Regions from separate parts of the Mus musculus genome. Here region 1 is linked to region 2. The links are chromatin contacts, called in public promoter capture Hi-C maps. All regions are on one chromosome and are shown on one strand. The core of a region is the stretch at or near the end of the contact, and the rest is flanking DNA. Distances in the headings are between cores, read along the strand shown. Region 1 holds the start of 4930562F07Rik (RIKEN cDNA 4930562F07 gene). Region 2 holds the start of Cryzl2 (crystallin zeta like 2).

What was found. Promoter capture Hi-C pulls out the DNA fragments that hold promoters and counts their contacts.
Region 1: a contact with region 2 is called in a promoter capture Hi-C map of pre-B cells, with 2.5 times the contacts expected there. The contact joins the promoter of 4930562F07Rik here to the promoter of Cryzl2 in region 2. A contact is called at or near these places in 2 of 39 promoter capture datasets (cranial neural crest and pre-B cells).

Annotation. Positions count from the first base shown.
Region 1 is chr1:160,076,653-160,079,418 of GRCm38.p6, forward strand. It overlaps 4930562F07Rik (RIKEN cDNA 4930562F07 gene), which reads right to left and starts at 1,333. Exons shown (of 3, transcript NR_038031.1): 1 at 1,277-1,333; 2 at 731-838. It overlaps 4930523C07Rik (RIKEN cDNA 4930523C07 gene), which reads left to right. Exons shown (of 3, transcript NM_001162896.1): 3 at 1-1,935.
Region 2 is chr1:157,457,214-157,460,099 of GRCm38.p6, forward strand. It overlaps Cryzl2 (crystallin zeta like 2), which reads left to right and starts at 1,355. Exons shown (of 10, transcript NM_001033284.2): 1 at 1,355-1,432; 2 at 1,531-1,639. The coding sequence starts at 1,383.

The DNA of each region.
Region 1 (2,766 bases), core at 83-2,582, 2.6 Mb after region 2:
TTGTACACAGTAGGTACTCATAACTGTGGATGGATATGCAATGATGCTAAGGATAACTTGTAATACCTCACAATTCAACCTGAGTGACCTACTCTTTTAAGACACGCCATTAACTGCTACAGAAGGTGAGGCAAGGCATTGAGACCAGGGTTGATTGACATATGTGCCCTGTGGTACCTGAAGCCATGCCACTTTCTGAGTGGAAGAGAGCCTTTCCTCCCCAGTCAAAGAAAACAAATTGCTTGGCATTTTGATTGTATTGTGGCCATGTTACAAAGGCAGAGAATTCCCAGCTTGGAAGCGATTATACTCCAACGGCTCATTTGCACATCTACTGGGGAGCTCTATAAATATTGTCCCCATGGAGACCATTATAGACAGTAGAAAAATCACTGTCTAATTAATGACATAGCCAAATTATGACATTACAGCAGCAAGAAAAAAATTCCCAAAATTGATGAGACTGTATGAATGTAAAGTTGTACTCTACTTGCTCAGCTGGGCCACCTGGTACTCATGTCTACTCCCGATGTGCTCCAGGCCCTTGGAGGGTAGCTACCTAATGGTGGCTACCTGGGCCTTCTAGCAGACAGTCACATTTCACCCGCTCATCCTACATCACCTCAATGCCACTAGGCACTCAAGCCTTCCACCCTCAGGCCTCTTTGACCAAAGCAACACTTCCTGATTCTCTGCCCCCTTGTCACATAGGGAGCTGGTTGTGGATTACCTGGCTGTCCTCCGCATGTCACAGAATGACCAGTCTTCTCCCCTTCTCTGCCAATTGGTACCCACCAGATGCTCTTCCCACTTCTCTCAGTTGCCCTAAGACAGAAGACTTGGGGGTAGAGGTGAAGACACAGCAGAAATGGGATGTCAGATAACAGTCTGCAAGGATGGATCGCCGGAATCAGGGACCATACAAATTACACGGTTTCCGTGACAACTGGCTGCCAGTTTGAATTAAGACAGCAGTCAGTTGTCCCTGATTGCCATAACAAAGCCCCTGACTCTGGACACAAGTGTACCTACTGCTTTCTAACCAAATAGACTTGAGCCAGTTCCTGACATAAACCATCCAGAAAGGCAGTTCCCAGTTGCTTCTATATCCTGGAATCCCAACCGTGACTGGATCACCTCTTCCTGTCGCAGACTCTCCGACAGCCTTGATAGAGCACTTAGGATGATACAGGGCCCATGAAGTGATAGGCCCTCCCATAGACACCAGAGAGCAGAAGCCCAAAGTATTGCTTGGTGCCCTGTCGCCCTGCCTCACCCTGACAATTCTTCTCATATTACTGCTTCTCCTTGCATCATGCCAATTCATTCCTTTATGACTCTACAGACACTGTTTCCCTTGGTCTATTCCAGAGTTGCCACGGATACAGTCCTAGGGTAAGGTGCTTGGGACTTGTGCCTACCTGATCCATCTGGGGACAGTAAGTTCATGAAGAACCTAAGAGGCCCCAGGGGGCTGGAGGAATGGCTCAGCAGTTAAGAGCACTTGTTGCTTCTGTAGAAGACCCAAGTACCAGACATGCATGTGGTACACATGTATACATGCAGGCAAACCACTCATACACATAAAATAAATCTTTTTCGAAAATTTGAAAAGAAGATGCATAAAGAAGAGACCTTCTCAACTGGCATGGACTTGGGCATTGGGGTTGTCCCCACCCACACTGGACTTCTGGCCTGCCTTAGTCACACTCAGAAACAGTCAGAGGGGTCTTTATCCAGTGTCCAATAGACTTTTTTTGATTTCTTGGGAAGAGGAAAAAGAACAGGAAGATGTAAAGAAAAGCCAGTCACTTTTTCAAGAAATGAATCGCTCATATGAATGATCGAAGCTGTACAGTATTTGTCAGTGTTTTGTTTTCTGTAAAATTCAAATACATATAAAAGTTTATTTAAATAAATGTTTTGAAAATGAAATCCTCCTCGCACGTTGGATTGAGTCACTGGCTTACCGCTGAGATATTATTCTCACACAGAATTGACAGAAGCAGAGGCTCTTCCTGCCTGGTCCCTGGCCTCCTAGAATCTCAGGTCTGAGGACCAGAAATGTGGCATCTCTCCCTTCTACGCAAAGCAGGCGACTTTGGAAGCTGAACTGAGCAACAACGGCTGCAGAAAACATACTGATGTTCCCTGGCGACACTTAGAAAACATTTCTCCACTGAAGTCCATGTCTTTCATAGGAAAAGGAAGAAATAACCTTTGGGTTAATCTGGTGCTAAGAAACAAAGGACCAAGGGACACAGATACCTGTGTCTATGTGCATGTATTTATATAAGCACATTTATCCTTTTTCTAAGTCAACCACAACTTTGCCCTAGTTAGAAAATGAAATGACTTGGATGCTCTTGATTCCTTTCCCAACAATGCTTACCTAGAGTGCGGGCCAACAGAAACAAGATGGTGAAATGTTCCCGACTGGCACTGCCCAATCTGGTACTATTAGCCACATGTGGCTCTGTTCATTAAAATTAAATTAGATTAAAAGTCCAGAGCTCAATTATGCCAGCCATATTTCAAGCACTCAATAGCCACCCTATGGCTAGGAACACCACCCTGAATGGCAGAGGCTAGCATCTTGTGGAAAGAGTAATTCAGTGTTAGTGAACAGCTGCGCTGTTTAACGGAAGCTTGAGAAGGAAGACCCACGGCGCAGCTGCACACTTCCTGTCTTGCCCAAGGCAGGCTGTTTCGCAGTTTCGGCTGATCCTTCAGCTTTTCTCCTATCACTACAAAGCTATGACAACC
Region 2 (2,886 bases), core at 105-2,604:
CAAAGATGCCATGCTGTCGTTAAATCTATTTATCCAATGATATAGTCTTCCATTCTTTCCAGCATAGCATGTACCTCACATACATTGCTGGCGTATAGTCACTTGCTGTTTTAAATAGGTCAGATAGATCTACATCTAATACTAACGTGTGTGTGTGTGTGTGTGTGTGTACATACATGTACATGGTTCATGTGTAAGGTCAGCATTTGGAGGTTAAAGGACAATTTTTGGGAGTAGGGTCTCTCTTTCTACCATGTGACGTCTGGGGGTTGAATTTAGCTTATCAACCTTGATAGCAAGCACCCTTACCCACTCAGTTATCTTGCCAATGCCAAAGCAATTTTATATACTATTTCATATAGACAGTAGTATTATTTTTGGTTCTTCTAGGGCATACCTGTGCCCCTAAGGCTTATGTCATCACTGAATCACATTTACCAAGGGGTAAACCTTTGGAGCATGAGAGTCATTAAGTTTTGGGCTGACTTTTTATTTATTTTTTTACTAACTAATATTTTAAGACAGGGTTTCTCTATGTAGTCCTGGCTGGCCAGGAACTGGCTATGTAGACTAAGTTGGCCTCAAATTTACCAAGATTTACCTATCTTTGCCTTCTGAGTGATGGGATTAAAGGCATGTGTCATCATGTTAATTTATTTTTATTTTTATCGGAGACAGGTCTTACAATGTAGCTCTGGCTGATTCGAATGTTCAGTTTTCTTGTCTCTGTCTCCTGGGCCCTGGGATTACAGGCGTGTGCCCAGCTGGCTTGTCTTTAATTGGATATTCTCTTTGGATTTGTTCAGGATCAGTTAACACCAGACTATTGGTAACAGTTTAGTTTTTTTTATCATAATTAGTCCTGTGTGAGAAAATTAGTGGCAAGAACTCTAGCAGTTCAAATGTAGACATCAAAGGATTCACCTGTGCATTTTGGACTTCTTTCTTAGAAAGAACCCCAGAACTACTACTGAAATGTTACCAAACACAGATTTAATAGTCTTCCAGGCACACCCTGTAGTTCCAGCACTCAGGAAACAAGAGGCAGGAAGATGACATGTTCTAGGCCAGCCTGGTCAACACTGTGAGAGCTACCTAATGAGACCCTGTCTCAAAGACTCTTAATCTGGGGTGATCGAATCATTTCCCTCATGCTTCCTTTTTGTTTTCCAGAACCAGCGAAGAGATCAAGGGTTGCACACACTGTTTGGTCTAACCCTAGAAGTGGTGTGGGGCTGACAGTCCCCTGCACAGACAGACAAGAGCTCCGCCTGCCGGTCAGGTCACCCGGCCAGAGCAGGCACGTCCTGGGACGCCTTTCCGCTCTCCCCAGAGCTCTTCCTGCCACATGCTGGCCACGCCCCTCGCGACTTCAGCTGGCCATGGCAGCAAGGCTGTGTACGCGTTGCCTCCCTCCGGTGTGGCTCTGCAGGTGCAAGCCCAACTCCCCCCCCCCCCGCCCCCCCCCCGGCCCCCTTACAGACCCCAGGGGTACTGCTGAGAAAACCAGCTCCCTTTTCTTTGTTGCAGGCAAGCCTGGCAGGGCCAAGGCCGGCACTACCGAGCTGCACTCTGCACCGAGTTGAAGCAGCCCCTGACCATTCAAGAGGTGGCTCCCCGCCCCGTCGGGCCACAGGAGGTAGGGTGACAAGCTTGACCCCGGGATGCCTCCTTGTATAGTTCAGAGCCTCTGACTTTCTCGGCCCAGCACTCGTGGGCTTCCTGCTTCGGTCAAAATCCTAGTTCCCAAGCGTAGGGGGCGACCAGAGGCTGGAGCGCACCCACTTTAGGTTGGAAGGTCAAGCCCTTTCAAGGTTCACGGAAAGGCTAGAAATGTCAAGGAAGCCCTCCCTCAAATCTCAAGCATAGGCCTCTCAGAGAGCTCCAGAGCCGTTGCCTTAGAAACTGTGTCTGATTTACACAGGACTTTACATAACAATACAGACAAAAGGACCCTTATCCTTTGCTTAGCCCCTCTTCAGGGTCAGTATCAAATTATGTACGGGTCCCCGAACCATTGCCCCCATCCCAATCTATCTCATGAAGAATACAAGCCTGGGCTCCTCTTATGTCCTGCTGTAATTTGGGATGAGATCCTTTTCCTGCCAGGAAATGTGGAAGTCACCTTGGCCTTGCCTGTTGACCACTTTGGTGACAGCGTGTGACACATATGTAGTAGAGAATGACAATTTGAAACAGGGTGGAGTACGCAAGAGTATCTTCATGTTAGGGGTCGCTCATGAGAGGCAGAGATGCAGCTACAGTTGTAAAGGTCACCCAAATGGGGCCTGTGGTTAAAACAGATTATTGGAAGAGAGGGTGATCACAGCCATTCAACTTCCCTCATCTTGAGTCATTCATTTCTGGGATAACACCATGTCATCCAGGCTGGAACTGAACTTACAGTCTTCTTGTGTCAGTCTCCGGAGTGCAGAAATGCCTCCCTACTCTTGGCTAAGTTGTTTTTAAACCAAGGTGGAGTGTCTTGAGGACAGTGGACATGCTATCCACCAGTCAATAAGTACTCCAGTTTTTGGATGCGGAGGCATGGGCTCCCCAGTTTTGCTGTTTGCATTGTAAGGAGCTAGCTTCTGAGAGTGTTTTTATGTTATTTTTCTTTGCCTTTAAATCCCTGGAGTTTGCAACGGGCCCTGGCATGTGGCACATACTTAAAGAACTGAGAAATGAATGATTTTGATAGATAAAGAATGGCTTCTAACCAACCCGCCACCTCTCCAGTAAACGTAAACACGTAGAGCACATTGATCTGGGATTCCAGCTGGCACCTTTTGGGATCCCCACCCTTGTGGGCTGCATTCTCTGATGAGCACCAGAGTTCTCTGGGCCTGTTCAGACAGGTTGCTGAGCCTCTCCTATCTTCCCATG